Linked DNA regions of Mus musculus: region 1 is linked to region 2. The links are chromatin contacts, called in public promoter capture Hi-C maps. All regions are on one chromosome and are shown on one strand. Each heading gives the region's core, a stretch centred on a gene start, on an enhancer-like site or on the middle of the called end of the contact. The rest is flanking DNA. Distances are from core to core; before and after follow the strand shown. Region 1 has its middle 17 kb from the start of Halr1. Region 2 holds the start of Skap2 (src family associated phosphoprotein 2).

Evidence for each region. Promoter capture Hi-C pulls out the DNA fragments that hold promoters and counts their contacts.
Region 1: a contact with region 2 is called in a promoter capture Hi-C map of neural stem cells. The contact joins the enhancer-like site here to the promoter of Skap2 in region 2. A contact is called at or near these places in 4 of 39 promoter capture datasets (the 3T3-L1 cell line, macrophages and neural stem cells), 1 of 15 datasets of contacts at CTCF or cohesin (the NIH/3T3 cell line), 5 of 484 Hi-C or Micro-C datasets (CD4 T cells, double positive thymocytes, nephron progenitors and 2 more), 13 of 115 datasets of contacts at active chromatin or transcription factors (bone marrow-derived macrophages, embryonic basal ganglia, embryonic forebrain and 8 more) and 2 of 9 other capture datasets (adipose tissue and embryonic stem cells).

Annotation. Positions count from the first base shown.
Region 1 is chr6:52,117,161-52,123,585 of GRCm38.p6, reverse strand. It overlaps the pseudogene Rps8-ps3. Among named protein-coding and RNA genes, the nearest start is that of Halr1, 17 kb to the right of the region's middle. Within about 2 kb of position 4,180, at least 32 of the 459 cell types and tissues checked have an H3K27ac peak or open chromatin away from gene starts, as enhancers often do. A contact at or near this core is called in embryonic basal ganglia, neural progenitor cells, neural stem cells and 2 more, where this site is marked.
Region 2 is chr6:52,007,479-52,013,841 of GRCm38.p6, reverse strand. It overlaps Skap2 (src family associated phosphoprotein 2), which reads left to right and starts at 1,293. Exons shown (of 13, transcript NM_018773.2): 1 at 1,293-1,507. The coding sequence starts at 1,441.

The DNA of each region.
Region 1 (6,425 bases), core at 2,931-5,430, 110 kb before region 2:
AAATACACTGTATGCATAGAGTTTAAAAATTGATTAAAATGTATAACATAAAATGTATGTATAAATTGCCCAGTGAAGTGTTATTTTTAAAATAAAAGTCCAAGTAGACTAAGATAAAATATGCAGTAGTTAAAACACACACACACACACACACACACTCTTACACACACCAAAACCCAAAACCCAAAGTACCAAACAAACAAACAAACACCTTTCAGGAATGGAGATATGTAGATCAGTCTGTAAAATGCTTACTGAATAAGAATGAAGACTTGAAACTCAGGGTACCTGGTAGGGAAGCTGGCAGAAGGACCAGAGGAGCAGAGGGGGATTGCAACCCCATTAGAAGAATTAACATAGGCTGGCCTGACCACCCAGTTCTCCCAAAGTCTAGACCACCAACCAAGAAATGTACCTGGAGGGATCCATGGCTCCAGAGACATATGTAGCCTTGGTTCCAGGAAGGTTTGATGCCCCAGAGTAGGGCGATCCTGTAGTGGTGGAATGGGAGAGTGTAGGTGGGTGGGGGAGCACAGACAAAAGGGAGTGGGGAGGGTAGATGTGGGATGGGGGGGGCTGGTGGAGAGGTAAGGGAAGTGGGATATCATTTGAGATGTAAACGAATGGAATAATTAATTAAAAATAAATGAAGACGGGGCTGGTGAGATGGCTCAGTGGGTAAGAGCACCCGACTGCTCTTCCAAAGGTCCGGAGTTCAAATCCCAGCAACCACATGGTGGCTAACAACCATCTTTAACAAGATCTGGCGCCCTCTTCTGGAGTGTCTGAAGACAGCTACAGTGTACTTACATATAATAAATAAATAAATCTTTAAAAAAAAAAATTTAAAAAAAAAAATAAATGAAGACTTGAATTCAATCCCCAGAAACAACAACAAAAAATAGAAACAAAGAAACAAAAACCCAAAAAAGATAAGAAAAAGAAAAGAAAAGAAAAGAAAAGACGAGAAAAGAAAAGAAAAGAAAAGACGAGAAAAGAAAAGAAAAGAAAAGAAAAGAGAAGAGAAGGGAAGGGAAGGGAAGAGAAGGGAAGGGAAGAGAAGGGAAGGGAAAAGGGAAAAAAGGGAGAAGGGAGAAAGGAAAAGGGAAAAGGGAGAAAAGGGAAAAGGGAAAAAGGGAAAAAAAGGGAAAAAAGGAAAAAAGGAAAAAAGGGAAAAAAGGGGAAAAAAGGAAAGGAAAGGAAAGGAAAGGAAAGGAAAGGAAATGAAAGGAAAGGAAAGGAAAGGAAAGGAAAGGAAGTTGAGCTTGGTTTTGGGTGGGACATGCTATAATAATAGGAAAGCCAGGGTAAGCCAGGAGTGGTGGCACACACCTTTAATCCCAGCACTCAGGAGGCAGAGGCAGGTGGATTTCTGAGTTCGAGTCCAACCTGGTCTACAAAGTGAGTTCCAGGACAGTCAGAGCTATACAGAGAAACCCTGTCTCGGAAAAAAAAAAAAGCCAGGGTAGAGACAGGTGGATCCTGGGGCTCACTGGCCAGCCAGTCTAGTTTATTTGACTAGTTCCAGGCATGTGAGAAATACCATTTTATAAAACAAGGTAAATAGTATCTAAGAACAGAACTCAAGGTTGGCCTCTGGTGTGTACACACAAATGCACACACCCACACACATATGAGCACCCATCCACATACAAGTCTTTTAATATTTATTGTCTTATTTGCTAGAGTGTTAAACTCTTGTTAAGCACATAAACTGTGACTGCATTAAACAGAGTCACTTACCTGATCGTTACGAGAGCATAGACCAGTAGCAGGCATGGTGGTGCATGCCTATAATACCAACACTCAGAAGAAAGAGGCAGGAAGATCTTTATAAGTTCAAGACCAGCCTGGTCTGCATAGCAAGTTCCAGACCAGCCAGGCAGCCAGAAAACACAGATCCTAAAGGGGGGGGGGGCAAAGAGACACACACATAGACAGAGTGAGAGTTAGAGACATAGAGAGGCAGAGGCAGAGACACAGAGACAGAGTGCAAGACAGAGACACAGGCACAGAGAGGGAAAAACAGTGTGTGTGACAAAGAACTCAGAACTGAGTTGAAGAGATAAAGTCAGCCCCTGCAGGAAGGGCAAGGAGACCTGGAAGATCCAGGAGGGTGATGAATTGGTGCTCAGGTTTCTCTGGGTGCTTGCACTTCTTTCCAAGCTCTTGTGAAAACATCTGGGGGCGAGAGCTATGTGGGGGTGAGGACATAGGGATGTCAGTGTCTGAACTGAGCTGTGCAGGGCTGAAAAGGGTTCTCCCAGGCATGGAAGACCAGTGGTACATGACAGACAGTTTGGCCAGCTGTTTCAGATCGAGCAAGCAAAGTACGTGGGGTTGAGAGAGATATATGAAGGATAAGGTTTAGCTAAATGAACAGGTTTTTTTTTTAAAGATTTATTTTATGCTTTAATCAAGTGTGTGTGTGAGTGTGTAATCAAGTGTGTGTGTGTGTGTGTGTGTGTGTGTGTACAGATGGATGAAAATGCAGGAGCAGAGAGAACCCAGAGGTTTCAGATGCCCCCTGCAGCTAGAGCTACAGTGATTGTGAGCCACCTAACCTGGATGTTGAAATCTGAACTCAATTCCTCCATAAGAGCAGTACATTCTATTAACAGCTGAGCCGTCTCTCCAGCTCTTAAATGTTTTTGTGTTTTAGAAATGTTCTTACCTTTTTTACTACTGGAACATGGAAAGGGCTGGAAAGAAAGAGAGAACGGGAGGGAGTTTCTCAGAGCTGAAGATCAAGTGCCTGTCAAATAAATTTATTTAAAATCCCTGAAAAGCAAGCACTGCCACCAGAAACATAGGCAGATGTGTGCAGTTGGGACTTATGGTCTTTGTGGTGCTGGGGCTCAGATCCAGGGTTGCGTACATCCCAGGCAGATGTTCTACCACTGGATCACACACCCAGAGCCAGAACTGAGATTCAAGTGGCTGGGGTGGTAAGCAAATCCAGCCAGTTCTATGTTCCTAAAGAACCCAACTGGCATTGGTCCAGTGGTGCGAGGAACAGTGGTGTGAAGCCAAAGATTGGGAGGTTTGCATCTTCTTCATGTTCTCCAGCTCTTCAGGGTACCTCTGTTAAGTCCAGCAGCATTTCAGGTGGCACTCTGGGCACTGGGGAACTAGACACTGCACAGCGCCCAAACCTGAAGTGAGTCAGTTATTGAACTGATTGCAAAAACCATCAACAAAAAGTGAATTTCTCAACATAACATTACTTTGAAGGGCTGTGGGCTTGGTGAACAAAGCATCATTTGCATAGAGGATCTGAGTCTTGAGATGTAGCTAGCTTGAAATGTTTCAAAGAAGCCTTTCAAAAGATCTTCTCTGTGACGTGGGGCAAAGAAAAACACTACCAAAGGCTGGAGAGATGCCTCGAAATTAAAAACCCAGTCTGATCTTCCAGAGGACCTGGGCCCGGAATCCCCGCACCCACATGCAGTTCACAACTGTAATTCTAGTACTGGATCCAACCCACTCTTATGACCGCCACAGGCACCAGGCGTGCATTTGGTGTACAGACAGACAGACATGCAAGCAAAACATCCACACATGAATACACTTTTTAAAAATTAAAGAAAAATACTACCTATTTTGTAGAAGGCAAAGATCCTGGCAACAGGAATGTCCAGATCAACGGGCACAATAAAGGATACACTGAGTTTGCTGTGGCATTCTTGCCATTGGTCAGTTAATAAACACTGAGTACTTTATTTTATATATATATATATATATATATCTCACATATATATACATATATATATCACATATATATACATATGTATATACATATATGTCTTGCATGCTAACACATACAGAGGGAAGACAGAGAGAGAGAGAGAGAGAGATCTGTTAAAAGGATTTTACCAAAACATTGCTTCACTTTTTTTCACTGTGGCTGGCTTTTTACTAATACAAAAGACGTTGGAATGTGGTGATATTTTACATTAAAATAACCATTGGAGGGCTGTTTATTAATTAAACCCTAACTCTCATGCTGTTGAGTACTGGACTGGTTTGGATACTGGGTTACTGGACTTCTAGGTTTTGAATCACTTAAAGGCTTCTTGAGACAGCTGAAAGGCAGTCAGTCCGCAGTGAGCACTCACAGTAGCTAATGGTCTAACAAGCACTGTCAGGCCATCCTGCATTTCAGCTGTTCGTTTTGCTGAAGGCAGATAATTTATGCTACATCCCACAGCACAGACCAAGTGCATAAAACCAGAGAGGAATGCTAATGGGACCAACGTTACAAATTCTTAAAGTGACAGGCTTTCTTTTCTTTTCTTTTTTTTTTTTTTTTCTGTTGCTGTTACCTGACTTAGTCTGATTGCAGTCAGATCATGTAGATATTTTAATAAATGTGGGTAATAATGAAATGCTGAGTCTTGGCAGAGTAAACTCCCGAGTTCAATAGCCATAGCTGACAAAAGCTGATGCTTTGTCTGCACACAGAGGGCTGTGTTCAAGGGTCTGGCAAGTAGTACACATTCGGGAACTTGGAAAGAAATTTATTTTATTTTTAATTATGGTGGGTATCTGTGTGTGGATGTGTGCAAGTGAATGTGGAGGACAGAAAAAGGACAAAGATACTTGTAAGCCACTCTGGTCCTCTGTAAGAGCAACATTTCTTTTTTTAATATAGAACAGCAAACACCTTTATTACACGAGCTGTGAATAATGGTTTATTTGCCTTTCCGGGCTTTGATCTTCCGCAGATAGAACTCCAGCTCCTTGCCTTCCGAGCACATAGCCGTCTGCTCTGCCACACTGGCCTGGTCTTGAGGCAACGCAGACAAGAAGCTTGCTGTGTTGTGACTGCTCCTCCAGGAGGCTGCTGACTTTGGCATTCTTTTTCCTTTCGTCATATTTCTTTTGAGTATTCTTTGATCGGTTTTTGTTTAAAATCTCTTCCTCCTCAGGAGTCAGATTGGCCCCCTTCTTTGTTGGCCCAGGGGCAGTGCATAGTGGGACTCGAACCGCTGCCAGTATGGTGTGGTGTCAATAAGCACGATGCTGTTCTTTGTCAGGGTCTTGGTGCAGACAAGCTCATTATTAGATGCTTTGTAGACAACATCAATGATCCTTGTTTTTCGAGTACAACACTCAGGGGCCAGGAAAAGTTACCCACATCCAATCTCAGGGCATGGTACTTCTTATTGCCTCCTCAAACATGGAATGTGTGAGGGTCGATGTTAGTGCTGGCCCCAGGCTGTCCCAGTTCATACTTCCGCTTCCTGTGGTAGCGTTTCCTCTTACACACACACACACACACACACACACACACACACACCATCTTGCAGTGCTTGTGCCAGTTGTCCTGAGAGGTGCCCATGGCTCCGTGCTGGCTGGAAAGTGCACAACACATTCTTAACCATTGAGGCATCTCTCCAGCCCTGCTTAGGACATGTTTCTTTTCTTTTCTTTTTTCTTTTCTTTTCTTTTCTTTTCTTTTCTTTTCTTTTCTTTTCTTTCGTTCCTTCGTTCCTTCCTTCCTTCCTTTCTTCCTTCCTTCCTCAGTCTCTCCCTCCCTCTCTCCTTCTTTCGAATGAATAGGGGCTGGGGATATAGCTGAAGGGTACAGCACTTGTCTCCCTAAGATCCATCTCCACTATTGTTTAAGATAAAAAGAGGCTCTGGAGAGGTGGGTCAGTGTTTAAGAGTGCTGTATAAGCATGAGGCCCCGAGTTTGTACACCAAGCACCCAAGTAAATATCCATGTCCACGCGCTTGTGACCACAGCAGTACGGGAGGCAGAGACACATGGGTTAAAGGGGCTTGCTGGCTGCTGGCTAACTAGGTTCAGTGAGAGACCCTGACTCAAAGGAATATGGTAGGGAGGGTTAGAGAAGAACAACATTGATCTCCATCGTGTGCACAGGCTACACACATGTCTCCACACACACACACACACACACACACACACACACACACCACAAATTTAGTGGTTAAACACTTGAGTTTAATAATAAATATTCTTCTGACTATTGCTTTTCAAGTGAATGAAGTAATAATAGCAACCAACTATTAAGCACTGTTCACTTGCCAAGGACTGAATGGAAACCTGTGCCCACACATACATTGTCTTACTTCGTCTCTACTTTACTGTTAGATATTTTATTCTTCTCTGTTCATAGATGTGGAACAGAGACACAAAGCTGTGACTCGTTCCAGGTGTCCTAGCATGTGAGAGACACAGCTGGAGCTAACTACAGCTCTGATATGAATATTTAGTCACAAGATTCACTGCCTTTCTGCATGCACGTCTGATTTATCTAAATTAGTTCATAAAGTTTGAAGGCTGACCAGATGGCTCAGTGGGTATGGGCCCAACGACCTGAGTTTAATCTTCCTGGGACCTACATGGGGGAAAGAACAAACTTTTTTTTTTTTTTTTTTTTTTTTTTTTGCAAGTT
Region 2 (6,363 bases), core at 44-2,543:
CTATACTATACTTTCCTGTGCTGGTATCTCAGCATGTCTCACAGAGACACCCCCTTCCCCCACACCATACTGTGCCTCCTACAAACATACTCCTGATTGGAGCTTTGACACAACATTCTGAGCACAACTTAGGAGAAATAAGAACAAACAAACCACTGTTTGTTTCTACCAATGTAGGTAGGTGATATTCAGATGTCATTTTGAAAATGATGTGCCTGGCAAAGGAAAGTGGAAGGTGCAACTTGATGTGTATCATTAGCCACCTTTCCAAGCATATTTTTAACTAAATACACACTTTACATTCAAAATGTTTTCCCTTGTCAGTTCCTCTCTGAAGACTCGTATCATCCTCTTTTGTATTTAAGTAGCTCTGGTAGCGTCATCTACATGACAAATATGTCTACACAGTAGGTTTTAATGGATTGTAAAGGTTGATGGCACTTGAATGTAATTATCATTTCTACACACACACACACACACACACACCACCCATTTTAAAGACTAAAGGACCCAGAACTTTTTGGATTTTAAGTGTAAACGTGTAATATTGAAAGACTCAACCTTTGCTGACTAGATTGAAGTAAATTTTATATTTTCCCTGTTCTAACCACTATTTGCAATTAAAAAATACTTAGAGCGGGCAACGGTACAGGTGGCTTTCTGGCACATTTCAGGTGCCTGACCCTAAAAGGATATTATCTAGAACTAATTCCGTCAGAGCGAGAGAAATCAACCACACCAAGAATAAGTAGGAAAGTAATGTCAGCGCCAATCAGAACGCTCCGCCGTTTTAGGACTAAGACTCTCAGGAAGGATTGGCGGAAAATGGGACTCCGTTACCTTCATCTAGTGGGACAAAGAAAGCCATGCTAGTTGGGGGGTAATGGTAGAAACTTCTTGGTGGGTTACCAGACGGGGGTTTAAACCTTGGTGGAAAAGACCAGTATTTAGATGACCCCTTAAAGGGAAAGTGCGTAAGCCTTGCGGAGGCTTTATTTTCCGGAATCCTGGAGAAAGAGAGGTGTGGCTGACATACCAGTAACGAAAATGGCGCGGACGAGCTTCAAGGGCCGGTCAGGTGACACAGCTCCAATTCGCTCCCTTCCTTCGGAGGCCTCGCCTCCTGCTCGCTTCCGCGTATGGGCGTGGCCTTCCCGGCTGTGTGTGGGCGTGGTCTACCCGGAGGCGCTTTCTTCGGACAGTCAGAAAGCAAGGTCTACGCAAGCGCAGTCAGGTTTTAAGGCCGGTCTCCCCGCCCCTTCACCCATAGCCCCGCCCAATTCTCCCGGGCGGGGAGGGGGCAGGGCCCGGCGTCCAGCGACCGCTGGCTGGAGAGCTAGTGACTTCCTTGTTGGCAGTCTCGGACGGGCCGTGTCCGGAGTCGTAGCCTCTCGGTGCTTACTCGGACCGCTATTGCGAGTCTAGGTCCAAGCCATTATCATGCCCAACCCCAGCTGTACCTCTTCTCCCGGCCCTCTCCCTGAGGAAATTAGGAACCTGTTGGCAGGTAAAGAGCGGGAAGGGGGCGGTGACGCTAGGGGCGGGGGCGCGGGGACGGCGAGCCGACAGGGACAGAAGCGCTTAGCCCTCACCCTATGCGGACGGTGGGGGGCGGGCCGTATAGGGGGACTGGGATGTCGGGACTAGAAGGGAGTGGGCGTGTATGCTGAAATGTGCTGATCCTCCCTGGACAGCCGGACAGTTATGCGTTTCATGAAGACCGGAATGTGAGGGCGGGAGATGGACAGCAAATGTTGATGAATGCATGTTTGAGAACTGCGAAAGCAGAAGTCCAAGCACTAGGTCCTGCCTGGGTGGCCTGGCCAGTAAGGATGCAGGTGCATCTGCAGGGCCGCAGGTGTTGGGAGTTAGGAGGCCAAAAGGCACTATTTCCAACCCCACCCCCATTTTCTTGAACAGTCAGGCCAAACATGTTTATAGTTTTGAAGGGTGCCCGATTTTCAAATAGCCACTATTTCTAAAGCCTCAGTAACTATTAAAAGTGAAAAAGGAAGGCTGTGTTAAAACTCCTACTTCCTGTATCATGTGATCAAGGAACTTCATCTTTGCAACCTCATCTTCCCCTTTTTGGTTTTACATTCCCATTTATAGGAACTTACTTGTAGGAGTTGAAATGCGGTTCCTCAGTTCCTCAGTTAGGTCAGTAATGTCTGGAGGTGTGTAGTTCCACTAAGCATCAAGAAAAGCTCGATAGTTCTGCACAAAATAAAAAATACATCTTTTTAGAGTATCACAAGTCTCACCTATCCTGATGGTCTTAGATACCACCATATACTTTGTCTTGTAGATGCTAACATCTGGAAATGGAATAATTTTAGTTTGGTTGTCTCTAAAACATTCCTTTCAATATAGATCATGGATTAAAAAGTTTCGCTTAGATGCCTGTGCTGTTAACTGTGTGTTTTAATCGTTAAAAACAATGTCCTCTAAAAGGTACATTTGAACTAGTAAGTTACAGTTGCAACAGTATGAGACCAAGCATCATAGAATACCTTGTTAAGCTGTTGGGTTGTTTGCATTATGTGTGGATGGAGACTTGTGTTTGTATGAACATGATGCAGGGTGAGGGTGTGCTATGTCACTCTGAGAAATGCTTCTCATCATTCATGGATAGCACTAAGAGAAATGATGAAAGAACTGTCGATGCTGATTTAAGGAAATGTTTTAGTTTCTTATATGAGAGCTTAGAGGAGTACCAGTTTGGTCTCATTACAGTTAACATTTTATGGGGTGGCGGGAGGGGCAATGCAGGAATTGCATGTTTAGAAAAATATCTTAATAATTAGATCAGAAAAATGTTTTGTTCCAGAAATGTCATCGTTTTTAGGTTGTCCATATTTGTAATTAAAAAAAATAACAACCCGGTTTTGCTTCTAAAGCTTGGACCCACAGTCACTCTTCCAACATCCTATGTTGTATGACTACAACAGCCGTCACCCACTGACCCTCACAGATTACAGACTGTTTTCGCTCTCTCCTGTATCCTGTAAAGAGAGCAGGATTATACATTTACCTGCTAATCCTAACTTCCTGTGTAGTTCTGCCATCTTTTAAATTAGAGGTTGGACTAGCATAATGTTTGAAATTAGTTTTTTCTAAAATACATGAGGGATTAGAAACAAATATCAAAATAATAACTTTGCAGATTACAAGTTAGCTTTACATTTTATTCTTAGGAGATGTTTTTAGCTCGTGGGTGTGATCTATGGTAAAGGAATAGAGGAAAGTGAGCTAGTCTTCATGGCTTAAAACAACGTTAAACAAGCTTTCAAAGAAAGTTGTTAAGATTTTTTGTGTAATTAACATCCTTAGAGGCTCTCAGTAGTCACTTGTCCCTTGAATCTTCTGGGGAGGCAGGATGACGGCAAGTCCATCACTCAGGTGTTCTTGGGAGAAAGTGCATGGTACAATTTAGAAGTATAAAGTTATAACAAAGTGATTGCATTGACTTGGATTTTAGAGGTATTGCTGTCATAGCTCTATGGTATATAGATATAAAGATAGTGCGTTCTTTTTTAAATTGAAGAAGAGATATGGATCCTGGTAGCTGTAAGCAGTCAAGGCTCTTAAAATGCATGGCACAGTGTGAATTAGTTAGAAACCAACCTTTACAGGAGTTTCAAGTCCTTTGCTTTTACAAGAAAGAAAATAATCTCACTTTATGTTTCCTATGCTCGTCATGTAAATCATCAGATGCCACACAAGTGTTTGCTGAGATAGGTGCTCAAATTTATGGTTTTTTGTAATCATGATTTTTCTTTGTCATTGTTTGGCTTTTTGATTACAGTAGCTTTTCACTACCATTTCAATATTTGTCCTCTTTTCATGCCTTTCCTTTAAAAAAGTAACTGAATGGAAATGCAAAAATAAAGTTACTACTCCCAACTCTTAGTTAGTAATATCCTTGAAAGAATGACAGTATAATAGTTTGAACAGTTATATTTTTTATGGAATCAATGTACTAAAAATTAAATGCCTTTATTTTTTTAAAAAATAAATGTTAAATTATTCCTTTTTAGTACAGTTTATATAAAATTTTGTTGAATCAACCTTTGACACCCCCCACTCTCAAACAATGAAAGAACAGGTTTATCCTGGATAATTCAAACCAAAGGATAGCCCCAAGCCTTGGCCATTTAATCTTACCTTATACCCAAATATTTTGACTAGAACTAATAGCAAGCATGGCCTTGATTTATGTGGGCGCTCCTCTGGCAGGCAGAAGGTGAACAGCCCTGGGAGTGCTGCCTGCTGCCTGCAGCGCTTGCTGGTCTAATCACCCTGGAAGGACGGGGCTGCTAGGAGTTCGCAATCAGATATTTGCACTCATTTTCATCCATTCATATCATATCAACAGATTTTAAGCGGGAAGTGTTACCTTTTTAATAAATTAGAAAATGAAACCACTGTTAGAAGAAAATAACCGTTGGGGCACTGAAAAATTAAAACCAAATTGAACAAGCCATAAGAAAGTGACTATATGGTTTTAGCAAGGTGACCTTGAGATTTGTTCAGATGGCAGTTTTGGTTAGAAATATTGCCTTTTCCCCCTACTGGGGATTTCCAGGACATTTTTTTTTTTTTCCTTTCACCTCCTTCACACAGTGTAATAGATCACACTGTTTGGGGCATTTGATAAAGAATGCAATTCAGTTGAAACCAAGGTAGGGTTTTTCAATGCCAAGTGCACTATGGCTTGTTTCTCACCTTTCCAATTCCTGTTTATAATTTGGTCACCACTTTAGCTTTATTTTCCTTGTAAGAATTATTTATGGTATATCTGGTGTTCATAGCTTCCTCCTGGAGCCCTGGCTGAGTATGCAAAGGGAAGAGTGCCACCTACTGAGTCACCAGTAGCCACCTTCTTCTAAGTACCTGGATTATCACAGAGCCAGGACAAGCCTCCCTATTTTGGCAGCAGCAACTAATGAGGATCAAGTCGATAAGAGAACATTGGGTCTGGAAGTGAGATCAACCTACGGCACCTCTAAGAGCCTTCCTTCTACAAATACGGATATGCATTTGCAAATCAAGGGTCCAGATGTTATAGAGATTTTGTCTGGGTCAAATAGTATCTGTAAATGAAGAAGTAGCATTAGGAAAATTACTTATCTATTTACTTAAGGGTAAAACACCTTCTTTTCTTGTTGGGGGCTATGTTAGCATGGCTTTCCAGTGAAAGTATTTTTCCTTGGATTACTAAGTAAGGCTCTTGAAAGTATGTGCATTTTAAATTGTTAATGTAATCTTAATCAGCATTAGTTTCTTTCAAAACATCTAACTGTACTAAAAAATGAACTTTCCGACTATGTTTATCTCTGCTGATTCTCGCCTTGAAGTGCTTGTAGAGAGAAGGTAAGGACACAAGAGGAGGGAAAGGCTCTGGTGGTTTGAAACACAGTTCAGTTGTTGCCCATAAATTGAATATTAAGTGTCATATATGGGTGATAAAAGTGGCACAGGCTAGGTTTTATATCCTCATTATTTATTTAGTTTGTCCTTTTCAATTAAAGCCAAGTCTATCTTTTTCATCCTACTGAGCTTACGTTTCTCTTCCAATCACACTCTGAACACATTACATTAGGTGCTACCCAGTGGTGGGTGGGAATAGTGTAAATCTCAGACGCTGTGTTACTCACTGTGGTTTCTTTGAAGTGTGTGGTGAAAAGATTTTGATTAGATAAACCTAAAGAGGGTGAAAGATGGCCAGGCTTCTCTTTCAACAGCCCAGCCTTTTATCATAATAAACCATTTAGCTTGTATCGCCAGTTTTGAGAATTTTGTAGCAGACTGGATTATAAAACTCAGATTTGCTTCACCCCTTGCACTCGGTGATCTGTGCTTCTTCATGTCTCTTGTCATGTTTAAAAGTCCACAGTTCAGCAGTAACATGCGAAAGTGCAAGGTAATTCAGGGGAAGGCATTGGCTAGAACAATCAATAAATTTTCAATTAGCCAGTTTCCAACTTTGGGTGTTTTGCTCCATTGATCTGCATGTGCCCGGCTGAATTGATTTTTATATTTTCCTCAGTAGCTGTTTGGTCAGACCATTCATTCCCTGTTTTAACAGAAAGTGTGATTCTGTTCTGATGGCAGCTGAAAGTGTAGGCTTTAAGTTAACACATTAAGTTGGGGTGACTGACAGCTCATTGAACAAAGTAAAATCTGGTTCCCACCATAAAGTAGGGAGACATGTGGGGTTAAATAGTAAAGCCATCTGGGGGACCAGGGTTGGTCTTTACAGTTATTTTATTGATGTGAGACTCAGCAAACGGTGGCTCCCCCCAGCCAGTTCTTGCTTTCTCCTTTAGGCAGATTCAGGTCAGCACAGAGGTGTGTGTG